4 separate regions of the Sus scrofa genome follow, and all the other regions are linked to region 2. Evidence: chromatin contacts called from public Hi-C and HiChIP or PLAC-seq data. All regions are on one chromosome and are shown on one strand. Each heading gives the region's core, a stretch centred on a gene start, on an enhancer-like site or on the middle of the called end of the contact. The rest is flanking DNA. Distances are from core to core; before and after follow the strand shown. Region 1 holds the start of AKAP9 (A-kinase anchoring protein 9). Region 2 holds the start of GATAD1 (GATA zinc finger domain-containing protein 1). Region 3 holds the start of MTERF1 (transcription termination factor 1, mitochondrial). Region 4 holds the start of CYP51 (cytochrome P450, family 51, subfamily A, polypeptide 1).

What was found. Hi-C and Micro-C count contacts between places; a contact is called where the count stands out from the background. HiChIP or PLAC-seq counts read pairs in DNA pulled down with a chosen protein or histone mark.
Region 1: a Hi-C map of liver shows a contact between it and region 2, with 3 times the contacts expected there. The contact joins the promoter of AKAP9 here to the promoter of GATAD1 in region 2. A contact is called at or near these places in 1 of 5 promoter capture datasets (fetal liver), 1 of 47 Hi-C or Micro-C datasets (liver) and 2 of 2 datasets of contacts at active chromatin or transcription factors (alveolar macrophages and skeletal muscle).
Region 3: an H3K27ac HiChIP or PLAC-seq map of skeletal muscle shows a contact between it and region 2, with 13 times the contacts expected there. The contact joins the promoter of MTERF1 here to the promoter of GATAD1 in region 2. A contact is called at or near these places in 1 of 47 Hi-C or Micro-C datasets (skeletal muscle) and 2 of 2 datasets of contacts at active chromatin or transcription factors (alveolar macrophages and skeletal muscle).
Region 4: a contact with region 2 is called in a Hi-C map of liver, with 6 times the contacts expected there. The contact joins the promoter of CYP51 here to the promoter of GATAD1 in region 2. A contact is called at or near these places in 1 of 5 promoter capture datasets (fetal liver), 2 of 47 Hi-C or Micro-C datasets (liver and skeletal muscle) and 1 of 2 datasets of contacts at active chromatin or transcription factors (alveolar macrophages).

What each region holds. Positions count from the first base shown.
Region 1 is chr9:71,892,296-71,897,579 of Sscrofa11.1, reverse strand. AKAP9 (A-kinase anchoring protein 9) reads right to left here and starts at 1,945. Exons shown (of 50, transcript NM_001253824.1): 1 at 1,666-1,945. The coding sequence starts at 1,713.
Region 2 is chr9:72,358,989-72,364,655 of Sscrofa11.1, reverse strand. It overlaps GATAD1 (GATA zinc finger domain-containing protein 1), which reads right to left and starts at 4,335. Exons shown (of 4, transcript XM_021102379.1): 1 at 3,878-4,335; 2 at 3,019-3,144. The coding sequence starts at 4,129.
Region 3 is chr9:71,850,031-71,855,137 of Sscrofa11.1, reverse strand. It overlaps MTERF1 (transcription termination factor 1, mitochondrial), which reads left to right and starts at 1,278. Exons shown (of 6, transcript XR_002347027.1): 1 at 1,278-1,349. It overlaps LOC102157861 (a long non-coding RNA gene), which reads right to left and starts at 1,193. Exons shown (of 3, transcript XR_305521.3): 1 at 1,103-1,193.
Region 4 is chr9:72,076,897-72,082,250 of Sscrofa11.1, reverse strand. CYP51 (cytochrome P450, family 51, subfamily A, polypeptide 1) reads left to right here and starts at 3,104. Exons shown (of 10, transcript NM_214432.1): 1 at 3,104-3,304; 2 at 5,337-5,354. The coding sequence starts at 3,131. LOC102158687 (a long non-coding RNA gene) reads right to left here and starts at 2,522. Exons shown (of 3, transcript XR_002347031.1): 1 at 2,386-2,522.

The DNA.
Region 1 (5,284 bases), core at 696-3,195, 460 kb after region 2:
AGAAGATAATCTTCTACAATAAAAGTGAACATTTAAAGGAGATTTTAACCCCATCGGCAGAATTTTAAAGGACAAAAACACACATACAAAGAAACTAGAATTCCTTTTTTGTTGAATCAAAGCAACTTAAATGAATCCTCTATTGTGAAATGTGTTGTCCTAAGCATTTTATTTGGACTGCTTCACATATATTTAGGAAAGTATACTTCTGGAGGCAGGCTGTAAAAATTCTGAAGTAACAAAGAGCCAAGCAAAATGTCTAAGTAGAGCTTCAATACTTTTGTAGGGAAGGGCACACTTCCACTTTCTTGGATTCATAGATCGCGCTCATATACTCAGATTGCAGAAATTTAATCAACTTTGAGCATCTAAAGATGCCTTGATTCCCTTTTTCCTCCACGTATAGCTTCTAAAATAATGTCTGCCTGATAACATATAAGGACTTAAGCTTTGACCGTAGATAATATCAAGATAGTTTATATACTTACATTCATTTAAGGAACCTGTGCTAACCATCTACTACTGTATCTCTGCAATGTGTGCTTCAGGGATTACTGAAATCATAGACCCCAATCTCCTTAACTTGTTTATTTGGCAGGAGGGAAAGGTGAAGAAGAGAGAAGAAACAGTTAACTACATTATAATTTAATCGTGGTCCAAAAATGACTGCTAACAATCATCTCTAATAAAACAGACTATAATCTATAAACAGTAATTTCATTACAGGGAGGAAGGGGGCCTTAGAGTGGCCAAAAAAAAAAAAAAATACTCAAACATGTAATTTTTAAAAGAAATATCCTATTTAGGTTATATTTTGTCTTGCCAAATTTTTTGTGAAGCCAAGTGAATAATACCTGTGTATGATTTTGCGTTGTTTGCTTTACAGGTTTTTTTTCATACACATACATAAAACAGGGACTCAACAAGATTATATAGAGAGAGGTAAAATTCAATTTAAAGCGGGAATTCTATAGGTGTTGCTTAGAATATGGAACCCTTCGTCCCCTGAAGTTCCATTCACAGACTGCATTACTATTCCACACAATACAAAGCGCATGCCATGACAAAGACCTCCAAACACAAACATACAAAGCCAGGCTCCTAAAAACGCCCCTAAAGCGAAGTTCACAGCTGGCACTTGTGGCACACTCTTGCCACTGCTGAGGCAGCTGTCACAGGCCAATCACACACCCAAGAGTGCCAGCGTGCCACCTAAGAAAGCCTAGCTAATGATGAGCGTACAAATCCCTTACCGAATAAAGAAAAGCCCCAAATCCCCACCCTGAAGAGCACAATGCCTCCACTACCCAGAAAAGTCCCTAAGTAAAAAAAAAAAAAAAAAAAAAAAAAAGTGAAAGGATGGAAATTTATAAGCAATAAATACCAGATTAGAGCAATACGGTAAAAGAGGGATTTTATTTGGGCGTTCAAATGAGAAAGGAGCCACACCACCCAATCCTCACGGAAATATCCGCTAGGTAGTATAGCACTAAGCTTTTTCAATTGGAAAAGGGAGAGAAGAGGGCGAGGGGAAATGCGGACCCTGCAGCACCTCCCTCCCTGGCAGCGCACCGGTGCTGCAATATCTCCACTTCCCAGGCCCCCTCCGAACCCTTCCCAGCCACCGCCTCCCAGCGCAGGCCGGGCGGCCTCCGGTTCTCTTACCCTCGCTTTGCCGGCCTCCAGCTTCTTCTGCCTCTCTTCGTCCTCCATAGCTTCTGCGGGGAAGGCTGGGGGAAGACACGCAAGGGGTCAAGAGTAGAAAGGAAAGGTCGGTTCAGACGGAGGTGGGACCGCAAGCTCCACAGCCCCGCTCGCGGGGCCGGGCCGGCGCTCCTCCCCGCCCGGAGTGGAACCAGTCTCCTCGCTCACTGGCTGACAGTACTCGGCCGCACGAGCAGCGTCGTCACCGCCGCAGCCGCCATCTTCGTCTCCACGTAAACACACGGCGGGACGGGCGGGAGGGCGGGGGGCACGTCAAGCCGCGCAGCCGCCTCAAGCCTCGCGGCGCCGGGCAGGTGCTCCCGCGGCCCCGCCCCGTCCCGCGCGCCCCGCCCCCGCCGGCCCAGTGCTCAGCAGCCAGGGCGACCCCCGCCCGGCCTCCGATCCTCGCACCCACACCCGAAAAACTAGCTAGGAGAGCACCCTCGCCAAGGGCCGAACGCCACTCTCCAGGTGGCGGAGAGGGTTGGGAGAGAGGGAGTGTGCCAGGGGACCCAGTCGGACCCCCACCACTGTCCAAGGACTCAGTGGTCGTTTTTAAAGCCTTGAGATTTTGCAAATTTCTAAAGAAAAAATAAAACCCAAGTGCCTGATGGCGAAATTGGTGAAGGCTGAAAAGTCCCAAAGGAAAAGACGGGGGTAAGGGTGGATCGGGAAGAGGATCCACCGGACACTTTTTCAACCTAGATTGACTCCTCCACCCGAAGGACGGGGAAGGCAGCTAGCAGCTCTTATTGCGGAGGGCTGCAAAGACGGCTAGTAGCTCTTATTGCTTGCTTCCTTAGCGGAAAGTCCCTCTCCGATCTCGGGTTCATCCTTAAAGGCCCACCTCACACGCCGCCTGGAATAGCTTTTCTGATCTCTTTGTTCCCTCCACCGCAACCGGGAGTATCCAGCCTCATCTTAATCCCCTCCCACTCCTCCTTGGAGCTTGCCCTTAGTTATGGTGTCCTGAAATGAGCCTAGGCTTTGGAACCTAGGTTGAGGACAAAGCCAGGATAAACTTTCTAGCTTAGATGATCTTGAACCAAGTTACCTATCTTCCTTGAGCTTACCTGGAAGTTTTGGAAGGGTTGTTAATATATATGAGTTAACATGTGTTATATTAAAAAATCCTTAATGTCAGTTTCCTCTCTCCTTGTATTCCTGTATGCATACTGCGTGATATTTTAAAACCTTGCGCCCTTCTTAATTCACCTCATATACCTGACTTCTTAAGGGCAAAGACTATCTTGCTAATTTTGGCATTGCTAAAATGACTAGCGTAATGCTTTGCACCCAATGAACACTTGTTGGATTGAATTGAGCCACTTTAATAAATTGAGCATGACTCTCTTTCCTGTATTTTCATCTGTTCCCTCAATACTTTTTCCTTCTCATCATCTTACCCTCAAATCCATTCCTGGGGTGAACTACACTTTTTAATTTCTCAGGTTGATCATGTTTCTCCTTTGTTTTGGATTAGGCTGGACTGAAAAACTAGCAGGTATGAATTAAAATAAGCGGAGTTCAATCATAGAAGTGGTGTTAAGTGAAAACTAAGGTTTAAAAAAGAAAAGGAAAAAAAAAACTAAAGATCTAAAAATCTTAAGTCCACTACAAACTGAAGACTATTTTTAAATAGTCATAATTTAGAAATTCTTAGATTTAAAAAAGACTTTTTGTCCTCAGAATCCACAATGCATACATATTGCGCCAGTTTGTAATACCCAATATATTTTGTCCTGTTTTCCTAACCTGAATTGAGAAATGGGTGAGAATAAACATTTTATTAGAATAAAAGAATTGAGACAATAAAAGAAGAGATGATTTATTTAGTTGTCACCAAGCTAATCAGAGTAAAACCGGATCTAGAACCAAGTGTTCTAAAATGCACGATTTAAGTACTGCCTGGACAGAGGGATTGTGTTTATAGATTCTGATCCTCCAGGAGGAGGAAGCTCTACAATATCTAAGGTATTTCTGTTTGTTACTAGACACTGCTTTCTCAGTAGAACCTATTTGTTGCAGTGTGTGCTGAAATGTTCAAAAAACATTTCTGAAAATATTTGAGAGCCTTCTAAAGCAACAAGATTATTGCAGTGTTTCCCTTCACTAAGACTAGCCAGTTATACATGTCTGTTTTATACATAATAGGTGCTCAATAAATGTTGAGAGTTAATTGTGTGTTGACTTCTATTAGGAGGACAAGCATGTGGTGCTAGTGCACAGCTATCTCCTGATGGCAACTATTCATGTCATGCATGTCATGTTATATCATGTCACATCACTCATTCATTCATTCATTCAAGTCATTCCCTGAGAAGATACTTGAGCAAAGAAAGAGATGAGAGAGTGAGCAATGGAGATAAGTAAGGGATACAGCAAGCCTAAAATTCTTTTTTTTTTTTTTTTTTTTGCCTTTTGTCTTTTGTCTTTTTAGAGCTGCCCCTGTGGCACATGGAGGTTCCCAGGCTAAGGGTCTAATTGGAGCTTTTGCTGACCGCCTATGCCAGAGCCACAGCAACACCAGATCTGAGCCACTTCTGTGACCTACATCACAGCTCATGGCAATGCTGGATCCTAAACCCACCGAATGAGGCCAGGGATAGAACCTGAAACCTCGTGGTTCCTAGTTGGATTCATTTCCACTACACCTGATGGGAACTCCATATTGTTGATTTCTTAGGTCAAATAGATGAGTAGATCCTCTAAAGGGCAAAGTATTAGGGGAGTTTCCTGGTGGCCTAGCGATTTAGGGATCCCATGTGGTTACTGCTGTGGCTTGGGTCACTGCTGTGGTGTGGGAACCTTCATAGGCAGTGGGTGCAGCCCTAAAAAGACAATCAATCAATCAATATAAATTAAAAAAAGGGAATTTCAAATTACATATGTACTTTGCATTCAGGGCTCACACTATTTTTCTATTAGACTGTGCTGTTCTAGAGAGCCAGTTTAGATAGGAGAGGGATAGGATGACTGATTCTTGGAGCACTCCAACTCTAAGAGGGAGGGATGATGGGAGGAATTAGCAAATAAGAAGACTGAGAACAGTGGCTAACCTGGTAAGAAGAACTAGCAGCCAAATAAAGTGAAGGAGGAGGGAGTGATGAACTGTGGCAACTGCTGCTAATAGATTAAGTAAAATGAGGACTGAGAAATGACTACAGGATTTATTTTAGCAAGGTAAAGGGTCCTGGAGGTTTCCAGAGAAGTCATTGTAAATCAGTCATTAAATCCTACCAAGTACAAACACTGCTTCTATCTTTCTCAACACGGAGCCCCTGGAAGTCACTTCCAAGGGATCAGATTTGAAAAGGGGAATGATACCTATTTGTCATCCCTGATTGGAGTTACATTCTAGTGAGTCTTTGTAACATCCGTAAAATTCACAAATAAGCTACACTTCTTTTAGTGGTGACTTGCCTTCTTAATATTGCACTATACTTATTTCCCCAGAGGAATTAAAGATTTCTAAAAGTACTTTATCTAAAATACATTTGATCGGGAGATCCTGTCCTGGCTCAGTGGTTAACGAATCCGATTAGGAACGATGAGGTTGCGGGTTCCATCCCTGGCCTTG
Region 2 (5,667 bases), core at 3,086-5,585:
CACATAAGGCAGAATTGCAGCCGTGGCTCCTACATCAGCCCAGTGGTCTATCTCTACACAGTCGTGAAAAGCATGCACCTTTTCCCTCACTCTTTCAGGAGAAGCTAATCCCCACTGGTGCCCTTATTCCTCTCCCTTCTGCTTAAAGGCATTTTCAAATCTCTGTGCCTACTCCACCCTTTCTATCGGCCTAGGTCCTCCACTGACCCAAATCCCACTTTTACCCTTCAGTGCTGTCACACCAACTAGGATGGCTCGCTGCTATGGCTCCACACTACACATTTGCATCTCAAAAGCAATTCCCATAACCTACATTAAAAAATACTTAAGATCCTCATATCACATTTCAATTGGCAAATTCCTCTCCCAACTCAGTTCTGGATGGGATACTTTGTAACAGCCAACTATGGGGAAAAACAGCTTAGAAGGGAAGGAAAACCACAATCACACCTTATACAGAGCAGAAGAGCACTTTAGACTAAACCGACACTTTAGTACTACATTCCAACAGGCCCAAAGCTTCCTTCAGTAATTTCAGATGCTCACCTTGTAGAAGATCGATTCTGCAGTGATTATGGTGGAAACCGATTCAGGAGCTTTGATGGGCTTTGAAAAAAATTAAAATATTAGCATATTCAGTGTGTGCATGTGTGAGTGCATGTGTGTGGTGTGTAGTGTGTACAGATATTTTTCCAGCTATATACCAGAGTTTGTAATTTGAGAAATACTAAAGTTGTTGTTTGGTGACAGGAACTACAGTTTTAAAAAAATGATTTCCTGAATGTTGTAGCAAAGCAAGGTCTAAATATCTCCTCTAGTTCTAGATAGGATATCTCCTCTAGATCTAGATAGGATATCTTTAGCTCAAAAATTTCTGAGAACTTGGAGTTCCCCTCGTGGACCAGTGGGTTAGGAATCTGACTAGTATCCATGAGGATGAAGGTCTGATCCCTGAACTCACTTCAGGGGGTTAAGGATCCAGCATTGCCAAGAGCTACGAGTTGCTGAGGCTGTGGAGTAGGTGGGCAGCTGTGGCTCTGATTCAACCCCTAGCCTGGGAACTTCCATTGGCCGAGGGTGCTGCCTTAATAAGAAAAAAAAATTGTTGAGAACCAAAGGACAGGTTTCTGATTATGTGGCCAAGCCCTAACACAGTTCTTTCAGAGCTTTATTACACATTAATGTTAATTCAGGCTCTAATGGACTGAACATGACAGAGATGGAAGTTATAAAAAAAGTCTCCTCAAAGACATTTTCTATCTCAACTTAATTATAGAACTAGCTATGATAATATCATCAGAACTAATTTTCTAGCAAGCCTGGACCAAGGCCAAAGGAAACTTTCTTAGGAGTTCTTAGTAATCTGTCATCACTGAAATCCCTTCTCTCTCTCTCTTTTTTTTTTTTTTTTTTTTTTTGTATTTTTGCCTTTTCTAGGGCCACTTCCGCAGCACATGGAGGTTCCCAGGCTAGGGGTCCATTCGGAGCTATAGCCACCAGCCTACGCCACAGCCACAGCAACTCGGGATCCAAGCTGAATCTGCGACCTACACCACAGCTCATGGCAACGCCAGACCCTTAACCCACTGAGCAAGGCCAGGGATCGAACCTGCAACCTCATGGTTCCTAGTCAGATTCGCTAACTACTGCGCCACAACGGGAACTCCTGAAATCCCTTCGTAAGCTGAAATACACACTTTTATGCCACAACACAGTAACCAGGCCTTCCCAATATGCCTTGGTATCATCCTTGAAGAAAAAGGTTGCAAGATAAATTGACATTAAAATAATTGCCAAGAACATATTCCACCACATTTAAGAGGAAAACATGTATTAAAGTGTTTAAGTATATAAAACTGTAATCAAATATTTATATATTGTTTAGCCAATAAACATATCATATTAGAGAACTAAATTATAAAAATCTTAAAGTAGAGGCAACTGTTCTCAACAAGAATCCACAATCAGCTCAAGAACATCCCACAGGTCCCCTATGAATTTTTTAAATGAATATGTCCAACTTCAGAAACGCCTTTACTGGTAAGTAAAGCATTCCTGTTCTGAAAGCAGAGTATCATACTGAGGTTTTAAAAAAAATTGTCGGAGTTCCCGTCGTGGTGCAGGGGTTAACGAATCCGACTAGGAACCATGAGGTTGCAGGTTCGATCCCTGGCCTTGCTCAGTGGGTTAAGTGTCCGGCGTTGCCGTGAGCTGTGGTGTAGGTCGCAGACGCGGCTCGGATCCAGCGTTGCTGTGGCTCTGGCGTAGGCCAGTGGCTACAGCTCTGATTCAACCCCTAGCCTGGGAACCTCCATATGCCGAGGGAGCGGCCCAAGAAATAGCAACAACAACAACAACAAAGGACAAAAAGACAAAAAAAAAAAAAAAAAATTGTCAAAATGCATTGCTTGTTGTGTTTGACCCCTGTCCCTTGTATTTACAAAAATAATGAGAATTTACTGCAACAAAAAGGTGCTTTCAGCTACTCAGGCACAAGTTTTTTAACCATTTATTTTCTTATAGAAGAAAATATAGATCAAGAAGATACAATAAAAATTTTGATACATATTCATTAAGTTGATTGTCATAGTAAGAGACATTTTCTGGGGACATAATAACAAGCAAATATGGAAATGAATGAGTTTCAATATTATTATTTGCTTAGATCTTTAAGAAGAAAAAAGGTTTTCCAGTATACTTGGCCACAGCTATAAGGACACCTCCTCCTTTGCGCAGAAAACCCAATAAAATGTGCTCCAGGTTTAGGTTTCTTTTAGAATCATATTTTATATTTCTGAGATAAAAACATAAACGCTAAAGAAAAAAAAAGGGTATTGTCAGTTCTATAAACAGTAAGTCTCCTTACCCCCTTTGAGAAAGTCTGGACCAATCCCTAGAACACTACAAAAGGATCTGCCAAGCAGAGAATCCAAGTTCAAAGGGTGAGAGGTGAAGGCAGTGGCAAGACACACTACACAACGCCATCACAGTACAAGGCACTGAACATAATCATCTTACATTTTTTAATTTAAAAATATGTCTTCTCCCTTTTCCTTTAGTGGAAACTTTCTTTTCAGCAGCTGGAGCAGATTTGTACTTAGTGTTTCGGAGCCGAGCTGACCTCCTGTGAATTTCTTGCTTACTCTGTTACATAAAGAACAAAAAAGAAAGAAATAAGCGTAGACAGCCTGCAGTTCTAAAACAACCATCTTACAAGTATCCCAAAATATGTACTTTAAACCACATTTAAAAACTAAGGGTGCGCTTTTTCTTTTTACGCTGGGTAATCACTGAACTGGGCTAATAAAAACAGAAAGGGCACTGGACAAGCAACTCCAGAGCCGCTACTTGCAACAGGGCAAGGGGCCGCAATAAGAGTTAAGTTTAGGTCAAGGCAGGAACTGTTCATTTGTTGTGTTTGTAACCAAAAATCCTTGAAAACTCAGCTCTCCAAAGCCTGAGAACAGGTCAGGTAGACCACCTCCTGCAATGGAACACTTACGCTGCCACCGAAAATGATGACACGGTAATCTTAACAGCATGACATCAAGACAATAAACTTTATTAACAGGGAAAGAGGTCCAGCGGAACGACCTTGTTCACCTGTGTGCACATGTGTACGTGGAGATGTCTGGTTTCCATCCAAACATTACAATAGGGGCAATTTCTGAAAGGTTTTGGTTTTCTTACTTCTCTATAGACTTTCAATTTCTCACAAGAAAAGGTGCTTAAAAAGGGCCAAACCAATGACGATCTTCTCATCGGGGTTGGGAGTGGGCACAGCGATCCTGGGCTCCCACCGTTCCCTCCTCGCCCTCCTCCCGCCTGACTCGCAGCCGGTCGGCCTCCGCCGTCGGGAGGGGCCGCGGGAGCTCACCTGCTTGCCGCCCCCGCCCCCGTTGCTCTGCGGCGGGGCGGCCGAGGTGCTGGCGAAGGTGGCCGCGCCGAAGCCGCCTCCGCCGCCGCTGCCTCCTGTCCCACCGGCCGCCCCCGAGCCGGTGCCCCCGCCGCCCGCGCCGCCCCTGCCCGTGCAGTGGTGACAGAGAATCTCCCCCTGCGGGCCCTTCTTCCACATGGAGGACGACGTGGTCTTGCAGCCGCTGCAGGTGGGCTTCAGGCCCAGAGGCATCGTGGCCGGCTCGGGCGGCCCCCGCGGGCGCAGCGACACCGGAATGGCTCCCGCCGACCCCGGCGGCCCGCTGGCCGGCCCGCCACTCCCAGAAACGGAAAGAGCGGCGCGGGCGTGGCGCCGAGCTGTCCACGTACAGAGCGGACCGCGGCCGCTGCCCCCTGGAGGCAGGAAGCCGGTTCCGCCCGCGAAACTCAGCGCTGCAGCCCAGTGCGGCCAGCGGCGCCCGGACGCGAGGCCGGGGCGGGGCCTGGCCTGGGAGGGGCCTGGCCTGGGAGGAGCGCCCAGACGCCTGGAGAGGAAGCTTCCGGAGAGGGGGCGGGGCACGCGCGCCCCAAGGCCCGCCTGACCGGAAATGCCCTATCCGGAACTACTGGGAGCAGGTTGCTCCTCAAACATTTTGCCTTAGGCCCACGATTGGCCTGTGAAGTGCAGGACGCCCAATTAAATCTGAATTTCATTTAGGCAGGGAATATTTTTTTTTGTCTTTTTGTCTTTTTACTGCCGTACCCATAGCATATAGAGGTTCCCAGGCTAGGGCTCTAATCCGAGCTGCCCGCCTACGCCCCAGCAACGCCAGATCCGCTGCTGCGTCTGCAACCTACACCAGGGTGGATCCTTAACCCACTGGGCGAGGCCAGGGATGGTACCTCAACCTCATGGTTCCTAGTCGGATTCATTTCTGCTGCGCTATGACGGGAACTCCAAGGCAGCGAATAATTTTTTAACACAAGTGTACCCTAGGCAATATTTGTTGTTTATCTGAATGCAAGTTTAAGTGGACATCCCGTATTTTTGCTAAATCTAACACTCCTTAGGACACCTTTACACCCTTTAAAGTTGTGATTTAGACCCTCTCAGATGCTTTCGATTATATGGCTTATTTCATGGACATTTATGTATTAGGAGTTGAAATGTATTTTAAAACCTAAGATGCCACCCCTGCATTCATTGGCCCTGGAGTGAAGGTGTCATAAGCCCACAGATCTGAACAGTATGCCAGGGAAAGGATGAATAGAAATGTCAAATAGCTGGTTGGGCATTGTTGGGAAACAGATTTGGCCCTGAGAGCCCCGGGAAAGCCCTCCCTGGACCACTCGAGAACAGCTGGCCTAGGACAAGTGCATCATAATGTGGAAAGTAACATAATGTCTTTTCTATCAAAGGAAATCTTGATTACTCCATTTTGCTCTGGTTTCTGCTGGTTGAAATGCTTTCCTGCCACCACCTCCTCTTTCTTTTTCTCCCAGTAACAATTTGTTTCAAATTAGCCAACCAAGGAAATGTGCACCCTGACCTGACCAATGGGAAGGGGACAGGTGCAGCGCCTGTGTTAGGAATAAATAGGGAGGGTCCTTTCCTCTTTTTGCATGCTTTTTGGCTCTTTTTGCATGCTTTTTGACCAAGCATGCCCTTCTGCAGAAGTAAAGAGCCTTGTCAAGGTCTCCCCGTGTTCATGTGCCTTTTTCGACACTGACGATTCGAGCCATGTCTCCAACAATAAGAATCCTGCTCCCCTCTGCTACTGTCACTGGTAA
Region 3 (5,107 bases), core at 29-2,528, 510 kb after region 2:
CTTTACTCCTATAAACCAACAAAAGGGAAGGTTACTTCAAAAGAAAGTGGCAACAACAAACCAGCTGGGAGTCATCTAGTGAAGATAAAACATTAATTGGTTTGTTGGTGCAGAAATCGGATGAAGAAAATTCTACGAATTATGCTCCTACACAGAGGAGGGTAATGCAGTAAATTCTTCCTTGCAGTGGAATTCAGGATCAACTTCCTTTGTTCTTCCAAGGGCCAAACTAACACTTTCTCCAGAAAATAACTTGGCATCCTGAGTATTATTTCACTGACCTATGCATAAACCTTCTTTTGGGGCTAAGAGTGAGACTGACGGGACCTGGAAGTTTTTAGGCAAAACCTTCAGAGGTGACAAAACCGCACTGGCTGAGAAGAGATGAAGTTTCTGTTGAAACTTTGATTTAAATAGCTCAAATTTGTGGAATTCCCATTGTGGCTCAGTGGTTACCGAATCCGACTATTATCCAACTAATATCCATGAGGACTGGGGTTTGATTCCTGGCCTCACTCAGTGGGTTCAGGATCTGGCATTGCCACGAACCGTGGTGTAGGTCGTAGACGTGGTTCAGTTCCGCAGTGCGGTTCAGTTCCGTAGACTGGCAGCTACAGCTCCGCTCTGATTTGACCCCTACTCTGGTAACCTCCACATGCCGCGGGTGCGGCCCTAAAGAGACAAAAAAGATCAAAAAATAAAAAATAAATAGTCCAGATTTGTCACAATTTCAAAACAATCAGAAGTAATTCATGTTGCACGCACTTAAATCGAAGCACACTAGAGTCGCTTCCCAGCCTGAAAGCTGCAATTGAATTCTGATTAGAAGCCACACTTGAGGATTTCCAAGGCACTTCAACAAGGAAATTTGGGGCTGTTCACAGGCGTTTTCCTGTACCAAACACCGAGGTGTTCAATCGCATCATGTTAACCACATTAATAAACATAATTATCCTATCAGGGTGCAAAATTCATGTATATAATAATGACTTTCCCATCGCTTGTCGCCTGCAAGCAATGGATCCCTGCAGCAACTCTCGGCCTAGGGCCGGGTCTAGAGAAATTTTATGGCCGCGCTCCGCCCTCCAAAATCCTCCCTTACCGCTCGGCTCCGGCGACCACCGCGGTCTCCTGCTGCCCCCTGCCGGGCTCCTCGCGTCAGGCTACGGAGGACAACCGCGCGGCCGCCGGAGGTGGGGGGGGGGTTACTGAGCCACGTTGTGACGTCACCTCTGTGCGCGGCCCTTGGCCGGAAGTTATTCTTATTCATTTCCGCTTTTCGGTCACGCTCTAGACGCCAGAGGCGGAAGTAAAGCCATGTACAGCGCCTGTTTACCGTCGAGGTGGAGGTCGGTGACTCGCTGCCGCTGTGCCTTTTGTTTTTAGAACCAGGACTGAGTGACTGTTATGGATAGCAGAGTCCCATTTCTGTGCAGCCCCTTGCAGTTTCCTTGTGGGAGGAAGAGGGATGGAAGAACTCGTGGAATAGAACCCGTGGAAATACCATAGTTTTGAGTTAACGACTCACCTGGTGTTCGAACCTTGCTTTCGCTAGTTGTCAAGCTAGTAAGGGGGCTCGGCGCTTTTTCTGATTTTGTAGTTTTAGGAATGATGCCTACCATTTAAGTTGTGGGTTTAAGTAAGATAATGTGTGTGAAGCACTTAGTTCTGGTTTTACAAATTATGCTTGTGATTTTGGTACCTTTTCCCTTCACACTGGGGCTTGTACTTGCCATTTTCTTTTAAGTATCTCTGAGAGATACTTGGTGTACCAGAGGTTATGCATCTCAAGAAGACATTATGCAGTGTTAGCTGAGATTGATCTCTTTAATTTGTTTTATGAGGTCCTGACGATATTTTGTACCCCTTTTTATTTTTCCATTTCTAGGGACAGCTGTTTTTCAGGTTTTTTTGGAGGAATGCAAAGTCCTCTATCCTTAAGACAAATGAGGTGAGAAATGCACTGCTGTAAAGATCTCCAAACTTAGTTCATTTTGTCAAAAGAAGACCAATTGGAATGTAGTATTCTGGAACCAGTAATTACCTATTTCCATTAAAACCTCCTTTGGGGAATTGTGTAGCAGAGGGGAATGTAAATCCTCTTTCACTCCTTAGACCTCACAAGTTGGAGGTACAGATACTTTCAGTATATTTGTTAATTTTGTTCTTTAGTCTTTGGAATAATGGCTTTGGTTATTTAAAAGTGTCAATTTGAGGGAGTTCCCTGGTGGCTCAGCAGTTTAAGAATCCAGTGTTGTCACTGCTGTTGCCAGGGTTCCATCCCTGGCCCTGAAATAGTTGCAGACTGAGGGTGTGGTCAAAAAAACCCAAAACAACAACAAAAAAAAACCCCAAAAACAAGCCCCCAAAAAGTCAGCTTGAGAGACAGATGGAAATAAATATGGAATATTAATTATTTTTGCTATTTGTAGATTGAAGCAGTTTGTGCTTCTTGCATTATACTGTTTAAATATTTATTCACTTTATTAGATGTAATAGAATTGTTTTGAATGGAGATCAGGTGCTCCATTGATCAAATCAATCAAATGAAATTGATATTTATCAGGCTTAAGTTTTTGTTGAAAACTGAAAAACAACTGTATTCCATCCCCCCCCCGTATATATTAATGTCCCCCTCCCCTTCTTAGGTAAGTGGTATTATCTTAGCCATACTGTTAAGCAGTTTGCCACTTAGAATATCTTGGACATCTTTCTTTTGTGTTTGATCAGTCTTAGTTTTTAAAGTTGACTGTATAGCATTATATTGTATAGATATACCACAATTTATTAATCATTCTACTATTGGGGACCATTTGGTTTCCTTCTTTTTTTTGCTATGACAAATAATATTATAATGGTCTTTTTTAAAAATAAGAAATGTGTATTATTTTTCTTTATTTTCTTTGGATAATCTCCAAGAAGTAGAAATGCTGGGTTAAAAGAACAGATGGTGTCAAATTCCTTTCCAACAGTGATATGTGAGAATTTTTCCCGTTTCATATGTTCACCAACTGTTGATAATCGTTACCAATGTCTTCAGGCTTACCTGGGGCTACTCATCCTATTTTTGGGGGTCAGTTTATTGCATGTATAGTATTGCAATCCAAACACATTTTTGTAGCTAGTTCTAAGTTCAGTTTAACTCTTTTTTTCCCCGTATAAATGGGGTACTTAGTTTTAGATTCCTTAGTAACAAGTTGCTATAAAAAATGATTTACTTAAATATTAAATATTTAAGTTAAAAATATATAGGAAGATATATTTGAATGAAATCCAGAACTGTGGATAGACATTAGGAAGATGGGCCTTTTTGAAAGAAGGAACAACTTAAAGGCAGGGAGACAAGAATGACTGGTTAAGAATGTTTAAGACCAGAAGTTTGAGAGTGGTGGTGCTTGGTTATGAGGTAAAATAGAGGAGATGGATAGAATGGTCAGTGTGAAGATTTTACCTTCTTGGCGAGAGCTGCAGAGGTCTTTAATCAGGGAATGGGGGACACACTCATATTTGTTTTGCAGGTATACTATGGGAGCAGTTTTGAATCACAGATGTTAGAGAGGCTGTTATAGTCTGAGTGAGAGAATAGCAAAGAGTAGAGAGGTTGGGTTTCAGAGATACTGAAGAAGCTGAATTAATGTTTTGTCAGTTTCTGCTCTACAGCAAAGTGACCCAGTCATACATATGTATGACAGAACATTGTAAATGAACTATAATGAAAAAATTTAAAAAAGGAGCTGCAGGTACATGGTTCGATGACTGGGGTTGAGGAAAATAAAAGCAAAGCTTTTAGGGTTTTTTTTTTTTTATCATGTGTGACTATTAGGAAAGTAGTAGTGATTACATTAATTAGAGGAAGGCTAGTTTATTTAGGGGGTGGGAAAGATGCTCACTTTGGTTTTGGATTTGTTAATTTATGTGGAAGATATTTTCATGGAAAACATACTCAATAAAATCCTCCTATGACAGAGTTAGGAGAAACTTTACTACTCTTAAGAAATTTGACATATATTTTTATTGAGTTTTAGTTTGTCATTAGAAAAAGTAGAAATTTTAGGTGTTCGCATTGGTGCAGCGGAAATGAATCTGACTAGTATCCATGAGGATGCAGGTTCCATCCCAGGCCTCCCATAGTGGGTTAAGGATCCGGCGTTGCCACGAGCTGTGGTGTAGGTCACAGAATCGGCTCAGATCTGGTGTTGCTGTGCTGTGGCATACATCATCAGCTACAGCTCCAATTCCACCCCTAGCCTGGGTACTTCCATATGCCATGGGTGTGGCCCTAAAAAAAAGGCAAAAAAAAAGAAATTTTAAAAAGCCAAGACAAATATAAATTGGAGTTTTACTGTTTTCTTCCTGCATCTCATTGGATCATCTCGCACCTTTGGAAAGCACTGGTCTTATCTACACCTGTCAGTGTTCTGTCCTGTTATCCAGTAGAGGTCACCCTTGAGCATCTCTAAGAGAACAGGCTTTTGAACTGTGCAAGGTAAAACCTTCATTCTTTAGTTAGGAGGATTTTATTTTTAAATTTCTAAACGCATGCATTTTTGGGAGAGTATGAGTTTCAGAGTAGTATGTGGGTATTATGGAGCTATGAAGAATAATGAACTCAGAGTTTAGGGCAGTCTAAAATGTCGATTCGCTGTTATTTGATGCTTACTTTGTGAATGTCCTTCATTTTGTTTGAATGTTATTTGAATCTATAATTTTGGAATCTTAATTCTTGGAGGATTTGTAGATTATCTGAGTTACAGGAATGTTCCCATCCTATAGGCATAATCCAAGTTCTTTGTAAATTCTTGGAGAAAATCAAAGACAGACACAGAGGAAATTTTAAAATACTGATCTTGAAAGCAGTGTCTCAAGCCCAGAGATATTAGTGGTGAGTTGGAACCATCTATCTCTATTTTCTATTTTATGGTTAATTAGGAGAGAGGAGAAGAGAAATGCTTCTTTAAGTGAGAAAAGCTCATTGTAAGTAATTAGAAATCAAGAGCTAAGTTTATCACAGCTATAGAATTGAAAAGGAGGGAATACAGTTTAAAAAGTATGTGTTATATGGCTCAAACCACAAGCAATTTAGGAACATAAATCATCTGATATATTG
Region 4 (5,354 bases), core at 1,855-4,354, 280 kb after region 2:
AATCACAGATATTCTTCACAAGCGGTTGTATCTTAAAAGTTAGTTGTAATGTAGAATCTGAAACTATATCAATGAACTCTCTGTATTCTGTTATACGAAAATGGACTGGTCTAAATTGTACTTTGGATGTTTCACGCACACATGATTTTGTAACATCATGCACTGGTCATTTGAAGATACTGTCTCCTCTAATTATGAAAAGACTCAGTATATTGACACATTTTAATCTACAAACTCTACTTGTTAACACATTTTCCTCTGTAGAAAAGTCTCAGAATTAGTAAGTTGTCAAGTTCACAGTGGTAGATATAAGATTTCTAAAATCTTTAGTTTTTATTTTAAAGCTTTAATTTTATCAGTGACAACAAATACTGCCAGTGGTTTTCCCTGAAAGGAGAGGCTAACTTTGGGGCTGACTTCAAGAAAATATTTGGGGGAGCTCCCGTTGTGGCGCAGCAGAAATGAATCTGACTAGTATCCATGAGGATGGGGATTGGATTCCTGACCTCGCTTAGGTCAGGAATCAGGCATTGCCATGAGCTACGGAGCAGGCTGCAGACACAGCTTGGATCCCGCCTTGCTGAGGCTGTGGCTGGCAGCTGCAGCTCCAATTCTACCCCTAACCTTGGAACTTCCATATGCTGCAGGTGCAGCCGTAAAAAGACCCCCTCCCCTCCAAAAAAATCTGTCAAAATCCCACATCTGAATGACCAAAGTTTGTCACTTGTTCTTTCAAGCAAAAATGCTATTCTGTGAAAACAGCGGCTAGTTAAAAATACATGCACTCAATACCTAAACTTTAATAAAAGTAATGCTCGCAATTTCATCAAGGACATTCTTAAATGAAATGGGCAATTTTTTTGATTGCAAGTACATGACTGAGAATAATGACTACTACAGTTTGGTGCGACTTGTCAATGATTTGTGCTAAGGCCCCAGAAGTTTTATTTACTATTGATCTGACACTATCACTGCAAAAACTAGCAGTAAAGAACCCAGTAATAGTTGGTTGCCCCCTCCCCTCCACTCCCATACCTGAAGCACATGGAAATTCCCTGGCTAGGGGGTCGAATCTGAGCCACCACTGCGGCCTACACCAGAGTTGTGGCAAGTGTATCTTTAACCCACTGCCCTGGACCTCAGGGATGGAAACTGCACAAAAGAGAGAAGCTGTGGAGACAACAACTGATCCCTGACCGATTGCACCAGTGGCAACTCCAAATAACAGCATTATTATAAACAGCTTTGAGTTTGCAGACTCTCTGAAAGGGTCCTGGAGATCCCAGGATTGTGAAACCACACTTGGTGAACTGCTATGGTAGGTATGCAGAATATAAAAACAAGACACCACCCCTATATTCTGAAGTTCATCTTGTAACAGAGGAAACCTATAGAGATGATTACAACACAGCTTTAATGATAGAAGAAATGGCAGCAGTCTGGAGGATAAAGACAAGCGTGGCAGTGGAGATCAGGTAGCATTCCTGCAGTAATGCAGACAAGCAATGAGGAGGACCTGAGCTAAGGAGGTGGCACAAGAATGGAGAGAACTTTTTTTTTTTTGCTTTCTAGGGCCACACCTGAGGCATATGGAAGTTCTCAGGCTAGGAATCCAATCAGAGCTGCAGCTGCCCACCTACATCACCAATCAAGAGATTCTGGCCACATATGCCACCTACACCAAAGCTCAGCAAGGCCCTATACTTAACCCACTGAAAGAGGCCAGGGGTCAAACCCACATCCTCATGGATACTAGTCGGGTTCATAATCGGCTGAACCATAACAGGAACGCCTGGAAAAACTTTTAAGGCGGTGGAATTACAGGACCTGGCGACTGATCAGCCATGAGGACCAGAGGAATAGGGCAATTTTGTGGGCGGTGCTGCCTTTCCTGAGAGGCACTGCAGGAGGAGCAAGGCGGAGATTTACGTTTAGTTTGGCATCAACTTTGAGTGTCAGATCTCCAGCCAGCGGTGTCACAACAGGCAATTAGCTATTACCGCTTCTTCCAAGAGGGCCTTGCCGAGTTTTCTCACTCCCTGCCGAATCCTCAGTGCCTAGCACGACACCTAGCTCTTAACGCTGATTAAATAAAGAAACGAATCTGGTCGGGAGTCTGTGACAGTCATCTAAAAGGAGGGTTCCATTTGGCAGTCATTTTCTATACATGTTCATTTGAAACCACAGGAGAGGATGAAACCAGCTCGACTGTAATCATAGGATTTAACTCCCGCTTAAAAACCTTTCTGGTCCTAAAAAGCTAGAATAATTGTCGTTCTTGGGAAATGTTGCCTGAAATAGGTGACGACGGCCTTGAACATTAAAGTTGGTTCGGAAAACCTGTTTTTGTATAACGCAGAATACTCAACAAGCGAGACTTGTTACCTTGAAGCGCGCTTTTGAACATCTATCAGACTGGTTTTACCCGGGGTGAGGTGGGACTGACATCAAATGTCCCACCTTTCAGTGTCTGGACGGCGTCTTTCACAAACTCCATTTTCATAAAACGTAGAGACTCCCCCAAATCCCAGGAAGCAGCCCAGGAGCAGGTTCGGCTGTGGCGGGTCCGCGCGCCCGGGCAAGGGGCGGTGCTTCAGACACCCGCCCAGCTGACGCGACATAGGCCGAGATCACCTCACGCGCGCGCGGTGCAATCACGAAGCGCGCTCCCCCTGCCCCACCTTCACAACCCTCGCCTTGAGATCCTTCCGCCCATCTCATCCCGGTCGCGTGACCTGGCGCCCCGCACCCAGCACACCCAAGTTGGGGTGGACCGCGATTCTGAGGTTATCTCCTCTTAGGCCACATTCTGGTCTGTCTCTGTACCACCCGTGCGACAGGTGCAGCATTATTCTTCAGGTCCTCTCTCCTGCGTAAGGAGATGACCGCGGCACGAAGTACAATTTATGGGGCGTGGGCATAGGAAGCCCCTCCCACTCCTGTGACGTACAGGGTGGTGCGTGAGGGAGCCGGCAGTAGGGGGTGCGGCTGGGTTCAGCAGGGGGCTTGCGGGCCGGCGCCGCTTTCCGACGCCCATCTGCTGGCTAGTCTCCCTCAGTGGTTTCGGAGGAGCCGCGGCGACCTCGGCCTCCAGAATCCCCAGCAAACTGACGTGAGGGTGGCGGCCGGGATGGTGTTGCTGGGCTTACTGCAAGCTGGGGGGTCGGTGCTTGGGCAGGCGATGGAGCAGGTAACTGGCGTCAATCTCCTATCCAGTCTGCTCCTCGCCTGCGCCTTCACGCTCATCTTAGTTTACCTGTTCCGCCAAGCCATCGGCCACCTGGCCCCACTGCCGGCTGGAGCGGTACGTCACCCCTAGGGGTTCAGGCGAGGGACGCTCCAATGAGGGCAGCTGCTCCGATGAGGGCGGCCGAAGGGCTAACGGGGGCCTGGGACAGCGGTGGTGCTGGGCTGGGCAGTGGCCGCGGGCGCGCTGGGGACTGGGGTCGGGGGAGGGTGGCAGTGGCACTGTCTTGGCGCTGGCGGTGGCAACTGCCTTGACCTTGCTGGACTTGGTGCTGGGTCGTGTTTATAGTGGTGGCCTCGTGTCTGGTCCTGGCCGGGGTCGAAGTGACCGTGATTTTGGTCGTAGTGATGGCTATGCTGGCCAAGGCACCGGTGGTCCTAATGGTCATGACCGGCGTAGCAGGTGAGGCGCTGAGCGTCTTGATGCTCTACTGGCAGCTGAAGGGGTGTTTTTGGCCCCCGGGGAGTGCAGGTCCTGGTGGTGTTATTAGTGGCAGCTTCAGTCCTGGTGGCCACCCTTCTGTGGCATAGTGTCCTATGGCGATTTCCATCAGTACCAGGGGGATGTGTTCAGTTTGATTTGAGTGGCTGTGGCTGGAGTGTTGTAGGGATCTTCCTATAATGCTAATATCAATTTCTCTAACTTAGTGGCTTTATTGACTACTAGCTTCATACGTCCTTAATATATTTGATGAATGCTTCCTTAACCAGCCAACACCAACTAGCTTTTAAAACTACCCTTTTACTGACAATGGAATGTACAAACCATTGACCAGGTAGCTTTTTCTTTTCTTTTCTTTTTTTTTTAAGGGCCACACCCAAGGAAGGGCATATGGAGGTTCCCAGGCTAGGGGTTGAATCTGAGCTGTAGCTGCTGGCCTATGCCAGAGCCACAGCAACGCAGGATCCAAGCCCTGTCTGTGACCTACACCACAGCTCACAGCAATGCCGGATCCTTAACCCACTCAGCAAGGGCAGGGATTGAATCGGCAACTTCATGGTTCATAGTCAGATTTGTTAACCACTGAGCCACGACGGGAACTCCCTAATATTTTAAGATTGCTGCTATTGTCTAAAGAGTGAGTTTGTAGAGCTCCTTACAAATTCACTCTTTGGACTCCTTGTAATGTGTGGAATACTGTCCCTTTTTATCATTTGACTGCATTGCAAGTTTGATTTCCAGAAGACTTCATGTTATAATCTGCAAGTCTCATTTTGGAGCATCTTAAATACCTTAAGTGCTAAGGTGTTCCTGCTAGAGCTGATCTGCTCCTCTCTTTACAATCAGTGAATCTAGCTCTTTTTTTTTTTTTTTTTTTTTTGTCTTTTGTCATTTTAGGGCCACAGCTGCAATATATGGAGGTTCCCAGGCTAGGGGTCTAATCGGAGCTATAGCTGCTGGCCTATGCCACAGCCACAGCAACGCCAGATCTGAGCTGCATCTGTGACCCACACCACAGCTCACGGCAATGCTGGATCCTTAACCCACTGAGCAGGGCCAGGAATGAAACCCACAACCTCATGGTTTTTAGTCAGATTCGTTTCCACTGCGCCAAGATGGGGGCTCCCTAGCTCATTTGTTGAGAGAAGCCTGAGATGTGTTCTGTTTACTGATGAATGTAGCTTCTTAAACATTTCCCTTCTTTCTATACCTCAAATTATTTTTTCCTCATACCTTCTTTATGCAATATTCTGGGACTGAATTTGAGAGTGGTGAAGAAGTGGTGAAGAAACTATAGTTTGACTTTTCTGTTTTCTTACTGCTAATGGTTAGGAATGTTGCCTAGTGGCCACTAACAAGACTGAATATATCCTGGGAAGTATTCAGCATTTATAATTGCAATGCCTTGGTGTTTGTCTAGTTATTTATCTTACACCAGGTTTTGATTTTCTGTTCTTTTTACTGTGGCTACTCTCTCCTAAGGTATTTGCAGTTTGGCTGTTAAGTTACTTTTGCTGCTTTATCTTTTGGTAACTCTTTAGTATTAAGGACAAGCTATCTTTTTTTTTTTTTTTCCCTATCATGTAAACTTAGGTATATTGTAATAGGAAATGTAAACTGCAAGGTTTTTTTTTGTTTTTTCCTGCAGAAAAGTCCACCATACATT